3 separate regions of the Pan troglodytes genome follow, and all the other regions are linked to region 1. A link is a contact called in public HiChIP or PLAC-seq data. All regions are on one chromosome and are shown on one strand. Each heading gives the region's core, a stretch centred on a gene start, on an enhancer-like site or on the middle of the called end of the contact. The rest is flanking DNA. Distances are from core to core; before and after follow the strand shown.

Region 1 (4,279 bases), core at 1,067-3,566:
GAGCGGCCCAGCACAGTGCCGGGCGCAGAGCAGAGGCTTTGCAGATGGCTGCCCCCAGATGGCACCTTGCAGCCTTCTGACCCAGACCAAAGTCCAAAAAGGTTGACTTACCCAAGGTCACACCTCTAGATAGTGATAGTGTGGCATCTGGACAGAATCACACTCGTCTTCCTAAACCTTAGCAAGACAACTCTCCAGTCTCGATGATTAACTGGATACAACCCTAAGCAGCTAACATCAGTCAAAAAAACTCAACGAGTGAAGGTTCCTGATTCTATTCCCTAACCCGTTTCTTCTAGTGGAAAAAGCTGTCTTCTTTTGGCAATTTTGGGGTGAGACTAATTTTGTTTACAACCCCAGCGCTGAAATGGGGTGGAATTTTACAGATGCCGTGTAGGCCCTCTGGCTTCAGGCGCTATGCTACACCCTCCGGAGGTGGGCGACCGTCTTCTAGTTATCACTCCCCTAGCCCACTAGGGGAGTGGCCCAGGAAATAAACCCACCGGGAAAGGATGTTTTGTAGTATACAGAGTGCTTTCACATATTCCAAACATTGTGTATCAGGCACTGTGCTGGGTACTGCGGTTACAAATCAGTCACTATCACCCAGGATGTTAAGTCCTGCAGCGAACTAGTGTATTGTGCTTAACTTTGTTCCAAGCCTGGGCCTTGGCACCTTACAACTGAAAAGCTAAGTTGGTTCCTTTTAATTCATTTATGTTTCAGCTCCAGTGTCTGGCCTACGGGACCACCCAATCTAAAGCAGCCCCCGTCAATCCTAGAACCTGCCTTATGTTCGTTCTTCACCAAGTGTGTTCAAGGCTTCACTTCCTGCACATAGTGGGGAGTGCTGGGAACACGGTCTCTAAGTGCTCCACAAAGGCTGAACCAGCGGTGAAAGGCCTGTAAGAAGAGCTAGGGAGCACGCAAAAGCCCCCAGCAGGGCTGTGAAGGCAGAGAAGGCACGAGGGCGTTCCAGGCACAGGGCCCAGCGTGAGCAACCGCTCCTAGAGTGAGGCTCCTGGGGTGAAAATGCCAGGGTGGTGACAGGTGGGGGCCGAACGCCGTCCCTAAGAAGCTCAGCCTGGGGACGCCCTGAGTCTTAACCCGGGCGGATACTGGCCTCCCCGGACAAGCAGCTAGCCCCGCCGCGGGGCGTCGGCCCTCTTCGGGCCTCAGTTTCCCCACGTCCCTCCCGACGCCTCACCTGGGGCGGGAGCAAGCGCGGGGACTCGGTGCCCCGGCCCCGCTGCAGGGCGGCCTGTTGGGCCGCGTCCCGCAGCCGCCGCGCCGCGTCCTGCAGCACGAAGTGGGGCGGCGGCGGCGGCGGCGGCTGCGCCTTCGTCACCTGCTCCTGGACCTGCCGCAGCTGCTCGGGGCCCAGCGGGGCCACACGTGCGACGCTGCCGCTCTGGCCCGGAGGAGCCGGGCCGCCGCCGCCGCCGCCGCCGCCACCATCCTCGCTGCCGCCCCCAGCCTCCGGCTCCGCATCCGCCATGGCGGCCGAGGCGGGGACTCGAACCGGGGTCGCTGAGCGACGGCGTCTCCAATGTACGTCACCTAGGAGAGGGGCAGGCTACGAGTGCCTCGCAGGCCAAGACACCTCGGAAGGCGACCGTGTCTGGCCGGGAAAGTCGTGGAGTGCCCCGCCCCAGCCGACAACCGCCGCGGCTCCTAGGGCTGATCAGCAGAGCGGACCCCCCTTATTTTCCTTATTGCCTGTCACGGATGTGTTTAAGACTCACCTTCTCCGGGAGCTGTCCCGGATCTCCCAGGGGGAGGTCTTCGGTGTTCCAGAGCCCCTGGCCCAAAAGTTACCACACTATCCAAGTGTTCTGACGTCATCATGCATCCGAATCAGCGGAGGATGCTGTCTGGAGATGCAGAGTACTGTGCCCACCCCTAAACATTTGGATTTATACATCTGAGAGGGGACCACAGTTTGAATTGTTAACGAGAGTGTTTCCCAAATTTTTGCCTTGTCACCCTAGCTTCTCTCTACCCACCCACCCAGATTGGGTGCAGCTTGAAGGGAGAGATGATATATTACACAATCGGTGCTCAGCACAGGCCCTGCCCAGAACACAACGCACGCTCAGGGCATGAATGATGGATGGACGAATATGAATAAACGAATGAGTGAACGAATGAATGAACCCACCCTCTCTCTATCCATCCAGCTCCACTGCCCCATCTTCCTCAGCCTGATCGCCTCTCCTTCTTACGGTTGAGGCTCTGTGCGCCCTCCGAATCTTGTAGCTGCAGGTGTGTACACATGTCCCAGCTCCTTTCCCCAGGGAGAGCAGGAGGTCCACTGGTCCACAAACCCTTATTAAGCACCTGGTGGGTGAACCGCTGTTTCCGCCCTGGGGGGTATACAGTCTAGGTGCCGACCCCCAAGGAGGAAACTTCCCAAGGGGGAAGGAGGAAACTGGCATTTGCAGCACAGTGTGATGAGCGCTGAAGCCGGTAAAGTAAGGCTGGCGGCCTGGGTGGCGTCAGAGAAGGTTCTGGAAGATCACCATCATCCTCATCAATACTCACATTGCATTCACGATGATCCCTTCCGTGTTATTTTTTAATGGTGAATTTTATATTATGGGTATCTTACCACAATTTTTTTTTTTTTTTTTTTTTGAGACAAGATCTCACTCTGTCACCCAGGCTGGAGTGCAGTGGCACGATCTCGGCTCACTGCAACCTCCATCGCCTGGGTTCATACGGTTCTCCTGCCTCAGCCTCTTGAGTAGCTGGGATTACAGGCGTCCGCCACCATGCCTGGCTAATTTTTGTATTTTTAGTAGAGACGGGGTTTCATCATGTTGGTCAGGCTGGTCTTGAAACCCTGACCTTAGGTGATCCACCCGCCTCGGCCTTCCCAAGTGCTGAGATTACAGGTGTGAGCCACCACACCCGACCAGATTTCAGGAATTCACATGCCTTCTGTTCAAAATAATTTTCATGCCACCGTGGCATATTCTAAACCCCTTCAAGCTCAGGAAACTTGAGGGCAGCAACCTCCACCGATTCCTCCATGCTGTGTCCCTGCATCTAACAACGTGCCTGGCACGACTATTAAACGATGTGACATCCATCCTGTGTACAGGTGTCTATTTTAAGTGTCAGCTGCCCCAGGCTCTCCTAACTTTGCTTATAATAGCAGCAGCGCCATCGGCTGGCATTTATTGAGAACTTTTACTACACCCTGGGCACATACCAAGGTCTGCAGATGTTGAGCTGCTTCTTATTTAGGTCAGAACTAGTAGCTGTTTCCACTGTAGAATTTTCAAAAACAGGTGGAGCCCTTGCCGGATCCTGACATAAAATGGCATCAACCTTATACAACCGGCTTTTGTTCAGCTGAGCACACCTGACCACCCTAGAAACGAACCGAGTGAGAAATTCATCCACTTGCTCTGGCTTCAAAATGTAGAACCAAGAGGAAGAAATGTGAAGCCTAAGATGTCTCCGAAAAGAAAAGAGGGGGGATAAAAAGCAAGAGAAGGTTTCCAGAGGCTTCCACAACCTGAACGCCTCACTAAAAACATGGCAGTCATCTAGTGGTTGTCACTGTCTCCAGCGGGTTGGGGTTTGTGTCTCACCGTTTTGCTCCCAGCCTAGAACGGTGCTGGGCATGCAGTAGCTCTCCTTATGCATCTGTGGAATGCATTCATTCCAGACCTGGATTTTCACCTCCAAGACTTCCCCGCAAGGGGGCCCAGGGAACACTAGGCGGTGATATCTGCGAGCACCTGTCTTCACTGGGCGGTTCCTCCAGGCCAGACGCAGCCTCAGGAAACGTGGGGGGTGGGGGCGGGGGATGTGCATCTGTTTGGATGTCCAGAGTGTCCTTTAAAACGACAAAAGTAAAAGGCCTAACCAATGGCATTCTAAAACAGACCCTTCAGGTGGCGGCGCGGGGACTCGGGGTGAGGAGCCACCGCCCCAGCGCGCTCTGAGTTCCTCCCGCTCTCCCCAGCAGGTAGCCTTGGACAACCTCTGGGCCCAGTCCAAAAGATTCCGCAATTCTCTCCTGCCTGCACGCCGGTTACAGTATCAGAAAGGAACATTGGGGGGACCGAAAAAAAAAAAAAGCTAGACTGGCCCGTACGGGGATCGAACCCGCGACCTTGGCGTTATTAGCACCACGCTCTAACCAACTGAGCTAACCGGCCGCTTGATGCTGGGCCCCCACGGGAGCGCCTAAGAGGGCTCCAAGCCCGCGCCCGCCCCCTAGCGACTCCCTGCCGAGCCCGCGCCACTGGCTGCATTCCGCTTC
Region 2 (4,279 bases), core at 584-3,083, 230 kb after region 1:
CCCTGGATGGCTCCTCTATATCTCAAACCCCCTGGGCAATGGCAGAAACTGCGGTAGGAAAAGTTCCTACAAGTGAGAGCGGGGACAGTGGCTGGTGGTGACAGGAAGGAAACAGGCGAAGGCGGCACTCGCCAGGGAAGACCTTGCGCCCCTTCAGCGACCCGCTCACCGCTCTTCCTGCTTCCGGATTCCTCCCCGCCAGTCCAGGCTGCAGCTGTAGGGAAAGCCTGGGCCGGGGGCGCGCCCCCAGGCTGCGCAACAGCTACCACAGGACCAGGCACACACCCGGTCACCACCGCTGGGGCCCGCGCCACGTGGCTGCTAGTTTCCTTCCACTTCCCCCGCTTTGTAATGCCAGGCAAGACGCTTTATGTTGATTTCACACACTCGTAAGGGGGTCCCAGGCCGCAGTCTGAAAACCCCTGCTCCTGAGCAAGTTGCGTTTCCCTAGAGACCAGGAAGCGGAGATAGTTCCATCGTTTCTTTACACGGCAAGGAGCTTTCAGATTATTCCCAGGGCCTGGCTATGAGTCCAGGCAGGAGGAGGCCCAATCATGGGAGGCGCCAGCGACAAAGAGGAAGAGGACATGGACTAGGCAGGGAAGCCAGGTGGAAGGAACCCCAACGCCTCCAAGGTTCCCACAGCTGGCCTTGGCCAAAATATCCGAAAATTCCCATGTAGAAATTGGCTTTTCCAGCCTGGGCAACATGGTGAAACCCCGACTCTACAAATAAATACAAAAACTAGACAGGTGTGGTGTCCGCGCCTGTGGTCCTCTGCCCGCGCTCGTCCCAGCTACTGGGAAAGCTGAGGCGGGAGGATCACCTGAGCCCGGGAGGGTCTAGGCTGCAGTGAGCCGAGATTCCGCCGCGGCACCCCAGCCTGGGCGACAAAGCGAGAGCCTGTCCAAAAAAAAAAACAAGAAAAAAAAAACAAAACGAACCTTTTAGGACAAGTTAATCACCAAAGTGTTAGATACTTAATTTGGAGACCGCAAATCGGTCGGCAAAACGATGGGCTTTTCAAAATCATGCCGGGTGTATCTGGGTAAGCATGAATTTGTTCACCAAGTCCCCGATTCCCAAGCTAAGGGACCCTTAAGTATGAAGCACATGGCTTTCGGGGAACCCAAAAGTAGGGAGCGCTCCCGAGCCAGCGGTGGGTCTGGAGAATCCCCGAGCGCGCAGGCCGCGGGACAGCCTCCCCAGTGCGCAGCAGCCTGGGGCTAACAGCCCCCAGAGGGCAGAGCCCCGCGATCCCGGCGCCGCCTGCGGCTGGGTTCTTTGGCAGCGGGCGCGGCGCCAGTCAGGACGACGGCTCCGGTAGTCTCCCGGGCGCGTGAGACCCGGGGCGCTCTCCGTCCATGCACGACCCTCCCTCCAGGCGCGCCTCCCACCCCGGCCCCGCGTTCCGCTCAGCCCGGGTGACCAACTACACCTCACTTCAAAGGCCCCCACGCCCGGGCGTGCCCTCCGCCCGCGCTCGGCAGGTGGGGGTGCAGGGCGGAGGGCGCGGGCGGCCCCAGAAGGCGCCCGGACCTTCCCGAGAATTCCAGGCCGCGCAGGCGCATTGAGGCCGGCGCGGGGGCGTGCGAGAGGCGCGCGGCGGCGGTTGAGGGAAGGTTGCCCGGGCCGGGCCACGAGCAGGGCCTGCGCGCGCCCGCAGGAAGGCGGGGCGGGGGGGGGTGCCGCGGCGACGGCGCATGCGCAGGCGCGCGGCCGCGGCGGCGGCTGGGGAGGGTTCTTCCGGAAGGTTCGGGAGGCTTCTGGAAAAAGCGCCGCGCGCTGGGCGGGCCCGTCGCTATATAAGGCAGGCGCGGGGGCGGCGCGTCAGTTGCTTCAGCGTCCTGGTGTTGCTGTGCCGTTGGTCCTGTGCGGTCACTTAGCCAAGGTGAGGGGTGGTTGTGGGGGCCTGTGGAGGTGTATTGGGGACCGGGACCGGGGGCGGCTGGCGCGGAGCGGAGGCTGTGGGGGCCGGACGAGATCCCTGAAGCAGCCAGGGCCGCGCTCACGGGCGGCCGCGCTTCCTATTCCGGAGGCCTCGGGCCCGCTGCGGTTTCCGCACCCCGCTTCAGGAATGGGCCGGGCGGCCGCGGGCTCCCCGAGGCTCCGCAGCAGCGCCAGAGCTGGCGCCGCACGCGAACAGAGCGGCCCCGCCGCGGGGGTCCCCCGCCCGGCCCCGCTGGGGGCGCAGGCGGAGGAGGCCGCCGTGGCGGAGCCGCAGCCCGCGCGGGAGGGCACCCGGGGTGTCCGTTGGGGACCGCGGCGGGGGACTGGGCCCGGGCCTGCGGCGGCCGCCCGGAAGCGCGCACACGCTCGTGGTAGTTGCCGCGCTCCGAAATGAGGTCATCCTTTGTCAGCCGCCCTTCTATTTTCGGTTTACTTAAACTTCGCAAATCTCCAATCCGGCTTTAGAAATATTTGGAGGGCGCGATGGAATCTCGTGTTGCCTCTGTAGACGTCCTGCAAGGTTTTAAACCGGCGCGGTGTCGTTCCAGATGCCTGAGGAAACCCAGACCCAAGACCAACCGATGGAGGAGGAGGAGGTTGAGACTTTCGCCTTTCAGGCAGAAATTGCCCAGTTGATGTCATTGATCATCAATACTTTCTACTCGAACAAAGAGATCTTTCTGAGAGAGCTCATTTCAAATTCATCAGATGTAAGTCGCTTATTAACCCAGAATCGGATTTTGGTTTCAGTATGAACTTCTTGGGGGTGCTGTGTGCTTAAATTAATATTTTTTGTTAACAGGCGTTGGACAAAATCCGGTATGAAAGCTTGACAGATCCCAGTAAATTAGACTCTGGGAAAGAGCTGCATATTAACCTTATACCGAACAAACAAGATCGAACCCTCACTATTGTGGATACTGGAATTGGAATGACCAAGGCTGACTTGATCAATAACCTTGGTACTATCGCCAAGTCTGGGACCAAAGCGTTCATGGAAGCTTTGCAGGCTGGTGCAGATATCTCTATGATTGGCCAGTTCGGTGTTGGTTTTTATTCTGCTTATTTGGTTGCTGAGAAAGTAACTGTGATCACCAAACATAATGATGATGAGCAGTACGCTTGGGAGTCCTCAGCAGGGGGATCATTCACAGTGAGGACAGACACAGGTAGGCACCTGAACATTCACTGGTTAGGTGAGCGGTAGAAGGGTGGGGTGCTGCAACCCTTGAACCCCTGGGGATGCGGTGAAGCTTACAGAATTTGTGTTTGCCCGACGATCAGGAACAAGCTAGAGCACTTAGTGTAATGGCATGACTTGGTGGGTGGTTCTTTTGGGCAAGGCACCTTGCCCAAAAGGTTGTGCTGTGGGCGCCTTTGCATCTGTAGTAACGGCAAACCTTGCTTTATAGACACGTTATAAGGATGTTAGGCATGGCGTTGAGCACTAAATTGAATGTATTATTAAGTCAATTTTTCTTTTTTCTCTTGCAGGTGAACCTATGGGTCGTGGAACAAAAGTTATCCTACACCTGAAAGAAGACCAAACTGAGTACTTGGAGGAACGAAGAATAAAGGAGATTGTGAAGAAACATTCTCAGTTTATTGGATATCCCATTACTCTTTTTGTAAGTTTTTATGTAATTGCAGAGTGAATTTCTGTCTGTAGGTGATTGGGGTGACTGTACTACATCCTTAGTCCCTAGATCTGTTCAACTAGTCTGAAGCCTGGGGAACCTAAGCTCTACTGCCTAACTCTGTAAAGGTCCCTCGGGCTATTAAGTGGATGTATCAAATATTGATGAAAAGCTGGGTGATTCTCAAGTTGGCTAATTTAGACTTTGGCCTTAGGTTGAAAATAGTGGCGCAGCGCTGTGGCTTAGTTCTAGAGTGCAGCAGTGATGTGATTTCATGTTTTGAAGGTGGAGAAGGAACGTGATAAAGAAGTCAGCGATGATGAGGCTGAAGAAAAGGAAGACAAAGAAGAAGAAAAAGAAAAAGAAGAGAAAGAGTCGGAAGACAAACCTGAAATTGAAGATGTTGGTTCTGATGAGGAAGAAGAAGAAAAGAAGGATGGTGACAAGAAGAAGAAGAAGAAGATTAAGGAAAAGTACATCGATCAAGAAGAGCTCAACAAAACAAAGCCCATCTGGACCAGAAATCCCGACGATATTACTAATGAGGAGTACGGAGAATTCTATAAGAGCTTGACCAATGACTGGGAAGATCACTTGGCAGTGAAGGTGAGTGACTGATGGGTGCTTCAAGCTTGTCCTGAGATTATCATCTTTCTCCACCACCCCAAATATCTTCTATAATGCTTTGTTCA
Region 3 (4,279 bases), core at 749-3,248, 180 kb after region 1:
CAGTGGTACACTTATTATCATAAAGACTAATAAAAAAGATTCACCCTGAATCAAAGAAACAACTTTGCTACATTTAGATACCACTGTCATTTCCCTAGCTCTTGTAACAAGCGAAAATCCTGTACTGGATCTGGCTATATTAAATCCTGAAGAATGTTCACTCTTCAATATGAACAATTTATTTTCATGCTAACATGCATTTACGACTTAATCTTTTATCACCTTGTCCTATTTGGAGGTGCTGTGGGATGCATTAATTTCCTCACTCTTCCATGACATCAAGTCAAAGACTACAATCTCAAAAATAAGCAATTCTCAGTGAAAACACAGTTACATAGCCAATGAAAGAAAAACTCTAATAAATGGCTGCTTTTAAAGAGATACTTTTAAAGGATGCTTACATGTTTCACAGAATTACCGGTAACTCGCCCGCCAAGAAGGATGGTCCCTTTAAAGCAGCTTTTAAAGCATATCACTCCCTGTTTGGGACACAGTCTGACTTGTTGGACAAGATTAATCTGGGCACTCTCACACAACCCCTCTGAACCAGCTTAGTTCACTGGAAACATCATTTCAACTGTAGTACTCTGCCCTTCGCATACTACAAGGGACAAGATGACTCTCCTTAACAATCTTTCAGAAGGTCCCCACGGCGGAGACAGTGACAGCCGTCCTCCCGCGGATGTTTTTGGAAATAGAAATGTTAACACCAGGAGAGGCTCCTAGGAAGTGTCAGTGCGGCAGCAGGTGGAGTAGCCTTGCGTGCCGAGCAGGTTCTTTCTGACCTAGTCTCAATGCTCCGCTTCCCGGCCCCGGTTCCGCCTTACAGAGATCTTGTTAAGCCGTCTTGCGTCCCTGTTCTCTAACCCAGGGCGAGACTTCCAACCCTCCAGGGAGGCGAGGCAATCGAAGCAGACAAGACGGCCACCTCACCTCTTCCGGGGACTCGCAGGCCCGCTCCCTGGCCATGTCAGAGCCTGATGGACCAGGCTGGAGGGGACGCAGCCGGCTCCCCCGGGAGCCTCCCAGCCAGAACCCCCGCGCCCCACGGTCCCTTTCCACTGCCCCCACCCCTTCGAAACGCCACCGCCACCACCCTCCTTACTCCTGAATCCCCTCTCCTCAGGAGTACCCCAGTGGAGTTACCGGCCCACTCAAAAGTAAGAGCGACGGCCACCCCTCTCGGTCACCCTGGCCCCACTGTCACCGCCCTGCTCCCGGCCTCTGCCTACGCCGCTGGCTGGCTCCGGTGACGCCCGGGTCGGTACCTTGCGGACCCCCTTGTAGATATAGAAGTACAGCTCCCGGCCCACATTGAAGCAGAGGCGGTCGCCGTTGCCAGACTGGTCGTTGAGGTTTACGAAGGAGACGCGGACAGGGTTGGATCCCTGCGAGTTGAAGGGCACCCGGTTGGGCCGGCTGTACTCCGAGTGCGGCAGCAGCTTGTACAGACCTTCCCGGGTGGTGAATTGGGTCTTAATCTCGTTCATCTCCTTCCCTCCTCCCTCCGTCGCCATCTTGGAAAGCAGCGTTCATCCTGCCCTAAGTGCCCGGATCACGCCCACCGCGCAGGCGCTATTCCTGGTGCTCCCTCTTCCCCCACCCCCTGCCTCTTCCTTCTCGCCCCTCCCACCCGCGGGCCAGCCCTGCGAGGGCGGGCCAAAGGGAAGGGGCGGGCTTGTTTACGGCCCGACTGCGCAGGCGTGCTCACCTGGCGTGCTCCACCCGACTGGGCGTCCGCAGGCTCCTCCCCCGGGTGTGGCCTTCGGGCGGCCTGGCTGCTTCCCAGGTGATGCCGGCTTCAGCTAGTGGGGTCTAGTTGACCGTTCCGCAGCCGCCAGGGCCAGCGGAAAGCCGGTCAGGGGGAACCGCGGCGGGGCTGGTGTCATGAGCCTGAGGTGAACTTGAGGGTGCCTCCTCAGCGGTCTCCCGCCCTGCCCTGAGGGGCGCCGGGACCCCAAAGAGCGGAGGAAGAGCGCCACCCCGACTGCCACCGCTTCGGAGCCAGCACGCGGGGTACCCTACGGGGAGCGCGGATGCCCCCGTGTTCGGGCGGGGACGGCTCCACCCCTCCTGGGCCCTCCCTTCGGGACAGGGACTGTCCCGCCCAGAGTGCTGAATACCCGCGCGACCGTCTGGATCCCCGCTCAGGAAGCCCCTCTGAAGCCTCCTCGCCGCCGTTTCTGAGAAGGTACCAAGGGACTCAAGATTTACGCTTCACTATGTTTTATTTCAGGCGGGGTAGGGGGAGAGAAGAATGTGGTACAGCATAGGTGTTCTCAAGCCAGATATCCTAATTCCTGCGTGTGATGAGCACTGGCGGCCTCCGCTTCTTAGCGGAGGTTTGTCCTCTCCAGCTGTTCAGAAACACGGGGCGGGGAAGCGCTTTGGGAACCGGGGACTGAATCTTTTTAGGATTCACTTCTCTTGCTCAGTAGTTTACGAAGAGCTCTTAATAAAATTTAAGGTAATTGATTTTTTTTTCCAGAAGCCTCAGGTGGAGTCTGTGAGATTATTTACTAGTAGATCCATAGGGATAGTTGTATGCATGTAATGTACAGGGTCTAGATTTATAAGGACGGGCACACGTGTCAAAGTAAGATTCAACAATCACTATTTTATACCTGGGTTTCTTGGCATGTTACACCAGAATAAGAAAGCTTCTAAAGTGACAGAAACATTCTAATAGAATTCCAGGGAGGGGGGAAGCCAACATTTGTAACACCAAGAATGAACTATTCCTGGAAGTTCAGATTATATCTGGAGGGGCACAAAAGAAGTGAATGGAGAGAATTTCTAAAGTAGGAGGAGTGTAAATCATAAACATCTTCCGTATTAAAAAGCAAGTAGATACCAATAGAAACTGTGCCAATGATGTAGTAATACATTTGATAATAACATCTTTAGCCTTTGTAGTGTTGGAAAAAAAAAAGAAAAAAAAGCACTGAAGTACTTCTTAATTAATAGAGCCTGAAAAATACTTAAAGTTTTTTCTTAGAATTGTTTTGATGTTATCCGACTTTCCCTAATCTTAAAACACCAGGGTATGTTCTGTCGTTACCATGGCTATATCCCAAACTCCATAACTGTGTTATTTTACATTGAAAACACGTATTTTACAATAATCAACTTGAAGGATAGTGACATCTCGAATCATCTAAAAATAATTTATCTGTGTTTCCTAATTATCAAGAGGAAAAAAAGTATAATTTTTTTGGGGGGAAAAAAAACCCAGCGAGCAAAAGTTAAAACAAAATTTTGTATTATTCTTCAATTAACCATAACATTGTATTTCCCATAATACCTATATAATTCAAGCATTCTATCAAGATTTTACCCTATATAAATTCAACATTTTATTATAATCACAGTAATAAACTGTTCACTTTGTCTCATGCATAGCCTTTGGTTTAGTTTTGTTTTTTTTTTTAGATGGAGTCTCGCTGTCGCCAGGCTGGAGTGCAGTGGTGCAATCTTGGCTCACTGCAACCTCTGCCTCCCAGGTTCAAGCGATTCTCCTGCTTCAGCCTCCCGAGTAGCTGGGACTACAGATGTGCACCACCACGCCCAGCTAATTTTTGTATTTTTAGTAGAGATGGGGTTTCACCATGTTGGCCAGGATGGTCTTGATCTCTTGACCTGCTGATCCACCCACCTTGGCCTCCCAAAGTGCTGGTATTACAGGCATGAGCCACAGTGCCCAGTCCCATGCATAGCCTTTGAATAGTCTCTATTTTTATTCTTTTTATCTCATAACTTTTCCCCCATATTCAAAGATTCAATAAGCAACACCCAAATCTAAATAACTAGGCCTGAATGGCTGGGCGTGTTGGCTCACACCTGTAATCCCAGCACTTTGGGAGGCCGAGGCGGGCAGATCACGAGGTCAGGAGTTTGAGACCGCCTGGCCAACATGGTGAAATCCCATCTCTACTAAAAGTACAAAAATTAGCCAGGCGTGGTGACACATGCCTGTAATCCCAGCTGCTCGGGAGGCTGAGGCAAGAGAATTGCTTGAACCCGGGAGGTGGAGGTTGCAATGAGCCGAGATCGCACCACTGCGCTCCAGCCTGGGCAACAGAGCGAGACTCCATCTCAGGAAATAAATAAATAAATAGATAAATAAATAAATGGGCCTGACCTAATTTTATTTCTGATTTTCAATTTCAAACCAGGAATTTAAAAAAAAATTTTTTTTTTGAGATGGAGTCTCACTGTGTTGCCCAGGCTGGAGTGCAGTGGCACAGTCTCAGCTCTCCGCCTCCCAAGTTCAAGCAAT

What was found. HiChIP or PLAC-seq counts read pairs in DNA pulled down with a chosen protein or histone mark.
Region 2: an H3K4me3 HiChIP or PLAC-seq map of stem cell-derived excitatory neurons shows a contact between it and region 1, with 4 times the contacts expected there. The contact joins the promoter of HSP90AA1 here to the promoter of ZNF839 in region 1. A contact is called at or near these places in 2 of 7 Hi-C or Micro-C datasets (induced pluripotent stem cells and stem cell-derived neural progenitor cells) and 1 of 1 datasets of contacts at active chromatin or transcription factors (stem cell-derived excitatory neurons).
Region 3: an H3K4me3 HiChIP or PLAC-seq map of stem cell-derived excitatory neurons shows a contact between it and region 1, with 4 times the contacts expected there. The contact joins the promoter of WDR20 here to the promoter of ZNF839 in region 1. A contact is called at or near these places in 2 of 7 Hi-C or Micro-C datasets (blood and stem cell-derived neural progenitor cells) and 1 of 1 datasets of contacts at active chromatin or transcription factors (stem cell-derived excitatory neurons).

Annotation. Positions count from the first base shown.
Region 1 is chr15:100,331,071-100,335,349 of NHGRI_mPanTro3-v2.0_pri, reverse strand. It overlaps ZNF839 (zinc finger protein 839), which reads right to left and starts at 2,316. Exons shown (of 8, transcript XM_063793896.1): 1 at 1,746-2,316. TRNAI-AAU (transfer RNA isoleucine (anticodon AAU)) reads right to left here and starts at 4,175; the gene lies at 4,102-4,175.
Region 2 is chr15:100,098,236-100,102,514 of NHGRI_mPanTro3-v2.0_pri, reverse strand. HSP90AA1 (heat shock protein 90 alpha family class A member 1) reads left to right here and starts at 1,833. Exons shown (of 11, transcript NM_001098572.1): 1 at 1,833-1,891; 2 at 2,499-2,660; 3 at 2,753-3,119; 4 at 3,445-3,578; 5 at 3,873-4,193. The coding sequence starts at 2,499.
Region 3 is chr15:100,150,406-100,154,684 of NHGRI_mPanTro3-v2.0_pri, reverse strand. It overlaps WDR20 (WD repeat domain 20), which reads right to left and starts at 1,998. Exons shown (of 5, transcript XM_063793895.1): 1 at 1,712-1,998.